Regions from separate parts of the Mus musculus genome. Here region 2 is linked to region 1. Evidence: chromatin contacts called from public promoter capture Hi-C data. All regions are on one chromosome and are shown on one strand. The core of a region is the stretch at or near the end of the contact, and the rest is flanking DNA. Distances in the headings are between cores, read along the strand shown. Region 1 holds the start of Plekha3 (pleckstrin homology domain-containing, family A (phosphoinositide binding specific) member 3). Region 2 holds the start of Itgav (integrin alpha V).

What was found. Promoter capture Hi-C pulls out the DNA fragments that hold promoters and counts their contacts.
Region 2: a promoter capture Hi-C map of liver shows a contact between it and region 1, with 2.5 times the contacts expected there. The contact joins the promoter of Itgav here to the promoter of Plekha3 in region 1. A contact is called at or near these places in 3 of 39 promoter capture datasets (frontonasal cranial neural crest, liver and pre-B cells).

What each region holds. Positions count from the first base shown.
Region 1 is chr2:76,671,563-76,677,543 of GRCm38.p6, forward strand. It overlaps Plekha3 (pleckstrin homology domain-containing, family A (phosphoinositide binding specific) member 3), which reads left to right and starts at 3,753. Exons shown (of 8, transcript NM_031256.3): 1 at 3,753-4,072. The coding sequence starts at 4,033. It overlaps Gm39860 (a long non-coding RNA gene), which reads left to right and starts at 4,079. Exons shown (of 2, transcript XR_866494.2): 1 at 4,079-4,288; 2 at 4,431-5,981. It overlaps Fkbp7 (FK506 binding protein 7), which reads right to left and starts at 1,536. Exons shown (of 4, transcript NM_010222.2): 1 at 1,244-1,536; 2 at 135-286. The coding sequence starts at 1,452.
Region 2 is chr2:83,721,169-83,727,149 of GRCm38.p6, forward strand. Itgav (integrin alpha V) reads left to right here and starts at 3,229. Exons shown (of 30, transcript NM_008402.3): 1 at 3,229-3,751. The coding sequence starts at 3,567.

The DNA of each region.
Region 1 (5,981 bases), core at 2,503-5,002:
GATATGCAAATATCTCTTTGAGACTTACTTCCATTTTTAAAGAATATACAGATTTGTTTTGATTTTTTTTATAAACGACTTATCTTTTTTAAAGCTACTAAAAGATACAGCAAAAAAAAAAACCCACAACTTACCGTAGCCTTCTTTTCCATATGCAAACGAAGGCGGTATAATCACCTTTCTCTTTTCCCCAGGGCACATGTCCATCATAGCAATGTCCAGCCCCTTTATGACATGTCCGACACCAAGAACAAACCATTTGGGGTGGCCTTCATCTTGTGTCCGGCTATGAGAAACCATACTTAGTGTGTAAGTAAGACCATCTCATAAAGGAAACTTAAATACAGCTCAGGCACTTGTTACTTAAGACTGGAATCTCTTTCCCCACATTGCACCCTTCAGAACTCTGTCCTTTGCGAATTGTTTGGATCAAACTTCCCCATAAATTGGCAGAGCATATCATTGGAAAACATTCTGATTTCTGATTTTTGCCGTCCTTACAAAAACTACTCAATGGTTCACTTTTAAAAATGGGTCTCCTGCCTCTAACTAGCTGGATGGCTTGAACAAAATGACTCATTTACCTTCTCTGGGTTTGTTTCCCAAACCAAAGGGGCAGGCTGAGCCCTAAATTTCATTTTAAGAACGACTGAAAAATAGCATCCTGTCAAATTTCTCTTCTACGTTGGAAGAATAAGTTTTCCTCTAAATTGGAAAGAATTGCTAGACTGGAAAGATTGGCCTGTCTTTGAGGGGAAACAGTACAGCTAAACAGACTGCATTCAGTCAGACCGGACTAGGGAACAGAGAGAATGGATGTGATAACCAGAGTTTTAGAAAATGACCCACAAAGTCCAGAAGGAAACGCGGTAGCTTTCTTATACACTCTGTTTGGAATCAGACTTCAGCTCTGGGTAAGGAGAAAGTGTGAATATCTTTTCAAGAAGCCTCTAGATTTAGTTTTCCGGGTTCCAAGGACAGTGGTGGTGGTCAGTGCTCTGCCTGACGTAGTGAGTCTGCAGTCAGTTTACTGCGCTTACATTTCAAATAACTAAAAACATTCAGTTTTGTTTAGGGAATGTCTTCTAATCTAAATCGGCATGAAGGCTTAATTTACTGTTAAAAAACAAAACCAAAAAACCTTAAAACAAAACAACCAGTTAGGCTCTGGCTGCTGCTGCTGGTGGTAGTGGGCAAGATGTGGTCTATCAACTGAACTTGAACTGGACGGAGCATCTCCTACCTGCAGTAGAATTTGGAGCCGTCTTTAGCCAAGTAGCCATCGTAATGGGCATTTAGCAAGTCTCCTTTCCTGCTTGTTTTGGAGCAGTTTTCTGGACGGTGCAAAACTTCTATTTTCACTTCCTCAGTGCTTTCTTCTTTTGTTTGTCCCTGAGCATCGGAACAACACCACAGGCTAAGGAAAACTGCTAGTCTGAATAGGAGATTCATGTTTCCCAAAGCAGCACTCCCAGGCCCAGTGTAAGCCCCACAGAGTGTCAGCAGGCTGATCAGACTGAATTGGGACGCGTGGCAGGCATTGTCCTACGTCACAAAGGTCCAAGGCGGGGCTACGAGAGGCCCCGCCCCCTCTCGCACCAGCAAATCGCCGCCGGTTGGAGTGTGTCTTGGCCGTTGGGTGCTCCGGTTGGCTGTACTCTGGCTAGAATAGCACCGCACACCCTGTCCGCAGGTTTCTTTCGCCTGCAGTAGTCAGACTTGCGTTTCCTGAAATAAAACTGGCATTATGGTGGTCGTTTCTAGGCACTTAGGAGATGCTGCAAAATTTTATGGGCTCCACTTGATGCCCTGATCTTGCCTCTCCAACACTGCCTCTGCTAACGGATTGCTTGAATGGCTTGGTTTTAAATTTTTAAATGCTACACTGACCCATTTGGCCATAGAAAAAGAATAGATAGCTGTAGGATCCTAAATACAGTATTTTTAAAATATTAAAATGTTGGGCCAAGAAATTGATACAAAATGCAAACAGGTCACGGTGGGATATTCTAGTCGTTATTCTTTCTAATCACAGGCTTCTAAGGCCCCTACGGACTTGACAGGCACAGTGGATGCAGACATTTTTGGAAGAATAGGTTCTTGACAATATAGGTTGGCTGCTCTTCTCTGGATATTTGTGGAAGTCCTTGAAGGATATTTTTGGAGGGGGGGATATGGTAGTTGGAGTACTGCGAAAAAAGACTCCAGGCCATGTCTACCGCATGCAGCCAGGAGACTCTCAGAACACACAGTGGAGTGTCTCCAGGGCTTCAGCAGCCCATGCCCGGCATTGCAAAAGATAACTTGTGTTTCTGTCCCTAACCTCTTGAGGCCGCCCTTGAGGTGAAGGCCTTTAGCAGAGAAAAGCTTTTTTTTTTTTTTTTTCTCCCATGAGAATTCATTCACATCAGACAGGAAAACTGACTATTGAACATTTTGTTCCAATTTCACAGCTGGCTAATAGACAACAGAGATTAGTCCAGTCTCTTGATATATCCCCCTTATCCTTTTAGTATGATAAACCTTTCAAACAACACAAAACTCGAATTTTATGGTAAGTGTCAGATGCCCTCCACAGTTGAACTATCATTACTGAACTCTATGTGATTTGTTGAATATTCAGCTCGTCGATTCCCCAAGTGGACATCCCGATCACCCTATTCAGTCAGCCTTCCTGGAAGGATAAGCCAGGGATTTCACTACCTCAATACTGACTCTGCTTTATGCAAAGTAATTGGAATTTGCAAAACTTTCTAAATCTAAAAGTTGTCAAGTGTGTAAGGACGCCCTTCCAAGTGAGATTAAAAAAAAATTAAGAGAAATCCTTTTAAAAACAAAACAAAAATAGGATGCACGATACCTTCTTAACATTTTTCTTCTTAACCTCTTCTTTCCTGTGTGTGTGTGTGTGTGTGTGTGTGTGAGAGAGAGAGAGAGAGAGAGAGAGAGAGAAAGAGAGAGAGAGAGAAGGGGGGTCTGTCTGGCCTAGAAGTCACTGCGTAGACCAGGCAGGCTTGGAACTAACAGAACTCATCTGCCTTCCTCTGCTTCCTAAATGCTGGTATTAAAGGCATACATCGTGATGTATGACATTAAAAGAAAAAAAAATGTGTGTGTGTGTGGGGGGGGGGCCGGGGGGGGGATGCGTGTAACATGGCCCATGTGTAAATGAGGTTCTTTCCTTCCACTGTGTGAGGCCCCCAGGACAGTACTGGTCAAGCTCCCGGAGGCAAGCGCTTTACTTGGAAAGCTATCTTGCCAACCCTAGTTCCATAAGACCTTGTTGGAGGACCTCTCTGGCCTGCATACTACTTTCTTAAAAGAAGGATGTAGCCCAGGCTGGCCTTTGGTCCTTCCTGCCTCAGCCTCTAGAGTGCTGGGATTACAGGGCCTTGCCATTGCTCCAGCTTTTCCTAGGAGGTAACTTCCTACTTCCCCGGAGTGTGAGCACTGGAAGCTCCAAGAAATGAGCAACCCTTGATTTTATTGAAAAAGATCCGAAGGAGGCGAGGCCTTCGGCAGCCGCCTTGTGCAGGATGCCCCGGGAGTTGGTCTGCTGCGGACTGGAGATGTCCGGATGCGGGGCAGCCGGGGAGCGGGGGACCGCGGAGCCGCCCCACGAGGGCGCGCGGCGCAGCCTCGGGCACGCGGCCGTCCCGCAGCCCCGCCGCCGGGGAGGGGTTTCGTGGGCCGAGCCGGCCCCTTTCATCCAGGAAGTGAAAGCGACGTCGGGGTCAATGAAAACAAGCCGGGAAGCCCGAGGGGAAGGAAGGCAGGCGTGCAGGAGGGCAGCGCCGGGGCTCGTGGAGCGGTGGCGGAGCGGGAGGGCGGCGGGCGCTGGGGTCGTCCCGGGGGTCGCCGCGCCGTTCCCGCTGGGGATGTCCGCGCCTCGCGGCCTCCGAGCAGCACGGGGCGCCCGCCGGCCGGGCCTCTGAGGGCCGCCGGGTCGGGGCGGAGGGCTGCGGGCCCGCGCCTCCGCAGCAGCGCGGCCGGCGCCGGGCCAGGAGGATGCGCGGCGCCGGGCTCTGAAGCATGGAGGGGGTTCTGTACAAGTGGACCAACTATCTCACAGGTACGGGGCGGGCGGCGTGGGGCGGCGGGCAGTCGGGCCCTTGGGCACCCCCTGGCAAGCCGCGGCACTCAGTTCCGCGCTCGATGCCCTCCGACCCTTCCACTGCCCCTCGTGGGGCCCATTACGGGCCTCTTCGATTGGGAGTTCGAGACTGCGTACCAGCCTGAGGATGGGACACCACCAAAAACCTGCACTGCCCCTTGTGCCTCGGAAACAGTATCCCATCATCTCTTTTATCCACTGTCTCCTTCATCCACGCTCTATGGACAGCATTTGTAAAGTGTGTGTGTGCATTTGATTTTAAGATTTTTTTTTTTTTTTTTTTTTTTGTATATTCCTTTACATTTTCTTACCACAGGTTTGAAAGTCCACTTGTTGCGGCTGGCTGAGCTCATCAAGTGTGCTTTTGGAAGCTATCCTCAGAGAAGGTTCTTAAGGATTGGTTTTCTGTGAGGTTTGGGAATTTGGGTAATTGTGAGACATAGTGGAAGAAAGCACATTTTTAACACCACGGGAATTCGAGTCATTGTGAGAAATGGTTGGAAGTGCAGCCCAGAAGGAGCGGGCAAGTTTCCCTGGTGGGGTAGTTAGAAGAAAGCTGTTTGTATAGAAATGGGATCAGCAGCAGGGGGCTGTCCCTGCCTGTGATATTGGAAGTCTGGCTTTTAAAACACACCTTAAATCCATACATACTCTGTGATCTTTGTAAGAACTAACACCAAAGGCAGGTGGTATTCATTCAGGACCCCAGTTGGATAGGCCTGGGTGGTTAGCCATTTTGTCCCAGAGGTACTTTCCAACCTCTGAATCCCATGATCTCACTGAACTAGAGGAAAACCGGCGGCTTGAAGGGAATTGTGGGCAGTTCTCAGATTCTTAGTTACAAAGGATGGGCAGTTGTCATCTTGCTGCTGCTCACATACTCTGCCCAGTATTGAGCATCCTGTGATGCACTCAGCTAGTGTTCATCTAACTTGTGGGGAGCTGCAGGCAAACCCTGCTAGGGCTAAATGCTTGGTTGTATCTGGCTAGAGCCAGATTTACGATAGCCAGCGGCTTGATGTTTATAATGCACCGTGTTTTCTGCTCGAATGGAAAACCAAATAATCATGCAAATGACAGTTTTTTACTGGAAGCCTTGAGACATCAGGCCGACACTTTTTGCTAAGAGTTTTCCTTTGGGCCCTTGCGGGCACTGATTGCTGGTGGAGGTGCGGTATCAGCTTTGAGGTCCATATCCTTTAAGCTTGGAGATGCAAATGTTTTTGAGCACACTGTCTTTGGAGGTAAGGCGGGAGGAATATTTTTAGCATGGCCCAGAGCAATGGGGCAGTTACAGCCATGAGTCATAATTACAGGGAAATTGCTCTTGGGGTGAAATGTTCTTGTGGGAGGTGTCCTCATAGCCTGTGGTACAGAGAGCCAACGCATGCTGCTGTGGCTTTAGTTTTTATGGTGCGTTTTAATTTAACTTCTAGTAAGCATTGGAGAGCTTGCTGAGGCGGAAGTCTTTTGTTTGGAATGATTCCATTTTTTTTCTTCTCAAAAATGTAAAGTTGGCTCAGCAGTATGTTCATCTATTAATTTTAGTATCTTGGGTCAGAAGGATGAAGAACTGCTTGTACTAATTGGTCTTTAAGGAACCTTCCAGTGTAATGACAGTGGTCTGCCTTTTTTATTTTTTAATACGTGTTTTCATAACATTTAGTAGCTTGAGAAAACTACTAGTTAAAGTAGAGATTGACAAAGGAAATAAGCTTTTTCAGTAGAAGGGATTGCCAACCCTTTTACTGTACTATAAATGTGTGAACCAATTAGGGAAAGTTAGGTTAGATAATTGTTGCAAAAGGTGTGTGGAGATAGTTAACAGGCTTGATTAGATGAGCTTACTCGGCCATGTGGCTTTCTT
Region 2 (5,981 bases), core at 1,979-4,478, 7.0 Mb after region 1:
AAATACCGGCCATTGGAGGACCTTTGACAGAGTGTCTGAGACTCTCCATAACCTAAAAGTGAGCTCACTCTGGCTTCAGTAAATGATAACTTTGAAAAAGCAACAAAGCTGCCACACAATGCAGCTGTTTTAGCTATTTAAACCAACCAACCAACCAACCACCCAACCAACCACCCAGGAATATATATATATATGCTGTTTTAGAATTTTATGATGATGATGATGATGATATTTTTGAGACAGGGTTTCTCTGTGTAGCCCTGATTGTCCTGGAACTCTCTCTCTTAGACCAGGGTGGCCTCAAAGCCAGAAATCTGCCTGCCTCTGTATCCCCAGTGCTGGGATTACTGCCTTACAAAATAAAATAAGTAAATCTTAAAAAAAGAGAGTAAGAAAAAAAGAAAAAAGAAAGTACTACTGAAAACTTAGATAATAGCAGTTTGAACAAAGATAGAAACACTATATTTTCTTGAATGTACATTGTAAGGACTTATAATCCAAGGCTGGAATGGGGATTCACAGTTGTCAGAAACTCGCTCTTTCTGCTCTGTAACTCTTAGATCCTGACCTCCATTGCTAAGCTTCCCATGCTCACAAAGCCGATGTGTAGCTCTTCTCACAGCCAAGCTGTAAGAAGAGAGGACATAGACTGATGGAACCCTTTCTTCCCATCAACCTTTTTGAAGATCCCCCGGGCAACTTATATTGGCATCTTTGGCTGTCTCTACAGGAACTTCACCAGCACCCACACTATCATCTGTAAAGGCTTCTGGTTGCAAGTATTCACTTTTCTCATCAACTTAAAGGAAATACATTTTTAGAAGCTTGACCTTTAATCTCCATTAACCACAAGGTCATGTGTATACAAAAGGGAAGAGGCGGGGGGGGGGGGGGAAAGCATTAGCAATCATTTGTAGATTTGCTGGCCACATTTCAGACTATCCCATGATTCCATTTATTCCACAGTGTAAGCACAAGCGGCCGAAGAGCTGTGCTCTGATGGTTTAGTTTAAGAAATTCTGAAACAGGCATGTGACACACACCTGTAATCCCAGCACCTGGGAAGTGAAAACAGGAGGATCAGGGGCTCAAGGTGAGCATTCTCATCTCGAGGCTCAAGTACATAGAGAGTTTGGGATCAGTCTGGGGTGCATGAAGCCTTGGTCAACATGGGGTCGGGGGAGGGATACTCAGAAATTACAGTTGAGGAGAGTGGAACACTTCTATAATTTCAGTACTTGGGAGACAGAGACAGGAGAATTCCAATTTAACCTGGGCTAATAAATGAGGGTGTCTACTAGCCCACCCCACATAAAAAAAAAGAAAGAAGCAAAATATTTTGTTAGCAAATTGTAAGCGTAGTAGAAATGTTCAACTTTCTGTGTTTAAGTCCTAGTTAGATTGTTCATTTGTGGAAGAAGCACAAAGAATAACTTCCAGACTTGGAATTTTTGTGGTTAAAGAACTGTATTAAGGTGGGATTTTAAATGGCTATAGTTAGAATAAGCTGTGCAGTTTATTCACATGTTAAGAACAAATCTCAAGTAGTTATCATGTAAGAAAATGCCGTAGTTTTTCATTTCCATCCAGTAAAAGGCACGATTTCTTTCAAAAATTGTGTGTGATGACCATCTGAATGAGAAACTGAAAATCCCAGACTTGTCTTTAGTCTCTAGACCTGAGGGTACCCGACTGGCCGGCAGCATGGTTTTCAGAAAGAGATGCAGAGAACACAGGGAGTGCACAGAACATTCTTGCTCTCCACGAATCATTGTCTGCCTCTTAAACCCCACATTCTGATCCCAAATGGTGACAAGGAATGAAAGAGCAACCACAGGGTCTTGTGTATAAGTATCCACACAGGATTTCCTGTCTCTGAGGTGGCTTTTACATAGGTATTAGCCTGTGGCTGATAAGATCTCCCAACAGTTTTGCTGCTTATTTTTTACATTTTAAAAATCAACTTGCTTAACCCAACTAAGGCTATCCACACCCCCACACATGATTACTTATGTTATGAGATGAATGCATGCTGACACTGAGGTGTTTTTTCTGCTGTGTGAGACAGGGATCTTCTTATGTTGACTGGGCTCAGGGGGGCCTACTGCCTCTGTGCTTAGTCTGGGACTGATTTTTAATAACTGTTTTGGGAAAATAGTTCAAATTCTCCACTACTTTACTTGGAAGTATGCAAGGCCTAAGCAATGCATTTATATTTAATCATTTTATCCTATTGACCAAATTCTTCATTCCTTCTTCTTTCTTCGTCTCACCCTTCTCCTCTTCCTCCTCTTCCTTCTTATCTTGCTCCTCCTCTTCCTCTTCCTCCTCCCTTCTGAGACAAGGTCTTACCTGTAGGCCTGGCCAGCCTGGAATTTGCTACACAGACCAGATCCTCCTGCTTCTCACTTCATGGTGCTAGGATTAAAAGCATTTGCCACCACATTAAAAGCATGGATCACCACTCCCGGCCCATTCATCAAATTGTTTAGCACTTGATATACATAGAACACAGGAATACTGAGCAAATTTACAAAAACAAACAAAAAAAAACCAAAAAAAACCAAAACAAAACAAAAAAGACTTATTTTGTGTGTATGGGTGTGACCCACGTACATGCCTGATACACACAGAGGCCAGAAGAAGAATTGGAACTGGAAAGCAAGAAACAGAAAAGAAAAAAGGAAAGGAAGTAAAAGAAAGAAAAGAGAAGATCCAAGCACAGGCTTGAAGTCTTCTGGGTGGATTTGAGAGGCTCATCACCTAAACTTTGCCTTGCAACGTTTTTGTCAGCCAGTGAGATCCAGTTCCACACACCGCATCCGGGAGGAGCTGTGCTAGCCCTCTGGGAGTTTATAATTAAGTTCAGTGTGTGGAGGATGGAAGGGGAGGGAAATGGCATATAATTACAGAGTTCTGTTGGTGAGCGCCTGCCGGGCTAAGTGGCAGAAGTAAGAGAAGCGGATAAAGCTTTCCGCATTCTTAAACAAAAGTCCCTCAGAAGTGCCTGGAGGAACCAGGGAACGGGGTGTGCCTGGTTCTTTTTCTTTTGATTGCAGCCAGTCCCCGGCTTGCAGGGCTTCGGCTGGAGGCGCGCTGCCACTGCCCCCCTGGTCCTTTGGATCTGGGCCGCAGTCCCGGGACAGCCTCGGAGGACCGGCCGCCAGCGCGCACGGAAGTGCGCCCGGCCTTCTCCTGTGGGAGGCCACCGTGAGCGCGACTTCCTCTTTCGGCGGGGCGGCCCGGCCTGGCCGGCTCCTCCTCCTCCCCGGCCTCCTCCCCCAGTCCGGGCTGCTCACGGTTCCGAGGTACTGTGCTCGCCCCGCCACTTCTCAGCGCCAGGCACCGCGCGAGCCAGCGACAGAGCCGGAGTCCCGGGTCGGACACCGCTCCTCCTGGGTGCCGCCCGGCTCAGCTTCGCGCCGCCCGGCCGCCCCGCCGCCCTTGACCGCAAGCGCACAGCACAGCTCGGCAGTTCGGGGGCGCGCAGGCGGCGGGCCGCGGCCACCGAGCACCGGGACAGGGACTGAAGTCTTTCGGCTCTGCGCCCCGCGCGCGCCCCGGCGATGGCTGCTCCCGGGCGCCTGCTGCTACGCCCTCGCCCCGGCGGCCTCCTGCTGCTGCTGCCGGGTCTCCTGCTGCCCCTCGCCGACGCCTTCAACCTGGACGTCGAAAGTCCCGCCGAGTATGCGGGTCCCGAGGGAAGTTACTTCGGATTCGCCGTGGACTTCTTCGAGCCCAGCACGTCCTCGTAAGTGGCCGCGCTCGAGTCCCCAGGCGCCCCCTCCCCCACCGCGCACCCTCAGCGGATCCGCACCCAGCCGCTGGCTCCAGGGTCCTCCCGGCCCCAAACCCGCCTACTCTCTCCATGCCGCGGCTGGCCCAGGTCTGGCATGGATGAAACTTTTGTGGGGATGACCTAACCTGACACTCAGCATCCAGTTTCACCGTGTCCCCAACTTCTTCTGATTGGCTGGGGACAGTGCGAGAGAGCTTTGAAGGAGCTCTGTTAAGCATCCAGGAAAAGTGAGACATCTGTACAGGCTTGTCCTGCGAGACTTTTGGCCATCTCTTGTCATTCCGTAACTTGCTTCACTTGGCCCCAGAATTTTTTTCTTCCGTATCAACCAGTTAGCCTCTTCCTAGTGCTTTTTGCTTTCTGAAATTAGCTCTTCCTTCGTCTGATTCTCTCTCTCTCGCTCTCTCTCTCTCTCTCTCTCGGTTTTTTTCCCACTCCTCTTCTAGACACTCCGATGACTAAAGTGACCAAATTGTTGTATTAATTTGTAAAGGACTATGAGACCTTTGCGCGTTTAAGGTCCACCAGATGAATGGAATGCGTCATCTGCTCCTTTCTAGTCCACTATTTAGGTCATTGTTCAGACAGAGCGAGGGTGTTTGCTGAGTTTTCACTCTCTGCAGGTCACTTCAATGCTGAAGAATACAGCAGGTCACGTAGGCTTTCAAATTACTCACGTCCCGTGTTGCAAAGTTCCTGAGGATTTGTGACGGCTAATGTCGTGTTTTTGGATTAAAGTTGTCTTTGACTCAACGCTGGCATCATTCTCATCCCTACTAGTGTAGGAAACCCCGATTAAATTGATGTTTTTCATGTCTATTACATTGTATTTCCAAAGAAACGGTTTCTTTAGTTACTTCTTAGTGTACCCCTTGGGGTAACAACATATTTTTTTTTTACCACAAACCCCCAACTCCCCCCCCAATTTAGTTTTGGGGAGGTGCAAGGCATAATTTTGATGGGTAGGTGATACAAGGTTCATTTGAAGGTGACCTAAGTATTTGTCTGAGGTAGTTGGGGCAGCCTCCAGGGTTTGTCACCGTTTTCCTGAACACTGATGAGTATCATAGGAACCAGTCCTTAAAGCAACCTGTAGCTTGGGTGGGGTTGGCAAAAATCGACATTGTTTATGTAGAGCACGGTTTGATTCACATTGTCAGTGCTTTCTGTTAGACCTGAGCTCACACTCTCCAAAAAAACAAAAACAAAACCAAAAAACCACAGAAGCACCAATTGCAGACATTTAACCACTCCCGCCATGCGAATGATCTCTTTGTATGGATAGAGTAGAGCTTGGGGTTCTACTCAGGGGCCCAGGCTGCTGAGTCTGTAATATACCTCTGAGCTACAGCCACATCCACTCTATCAGACCGCTTTAGTTAGCTCACTGTTTAAAAGTTTCTCCTTTCCATGTATTTTTTGTTTGTTTGTTTGTTTTTGGTTTTTCGAGACAGGGTTTCTCTGTATAGCTCTGGCCATCCTGGAACTCACTTTGTAGACCAGGCTGGCCTCGAACTCAGAAATGCGCCTGCCTCTGCTTCCCGAGTGCTGGGATTAAAGACGTGCACCACCACACCCGGCTCCATGTATTTTTTTAATTGTATGCTTTTTACATCATGGCCACTGCACTTGCCCCCTGGGTGTATCTTTTAGATTAAATTATACAGAAATTTTTCTGACTGAAAATATATTCTCTGCCTTACAGGAATTAGCAGTTAAATACTTCAGAGTTGATGGAGTGTTTTGCAGATGTTATTACTTTTTACTGTTATTAATTTAGTTGGTTTTTGTTTTTGTTTGTTTGTTTGTTTGTTTTTTTGCTTCTGTTTGTCTATGGCAAAGATTTAGTATCCAAGATACATCCAGAAACATGGCAGGCTGGCAAGCTTTTAATTGTCTTTTGCCATGGAAAACAGCAGTTTTGAGCTGTTGGTGGTATTTACTATTGTTGATTGCAAGGAATGTAACTAATCTTTGGAAAACATATGGATATGCAATGAGCTCATACATTTACACAGTCTCATGTTTACAGGAACTTATGCATGAGTTTTAATAGTAAGATATTGTGGAACTTTGGAGATTGCATGTTGTATTTTGAAACAGTCACTATCAACTTTGGTACCAAGAGACCAGCCTAACATAAAAAAGAAAGCAACTTTGAGGGGCCCCCTCCCTCCCAATA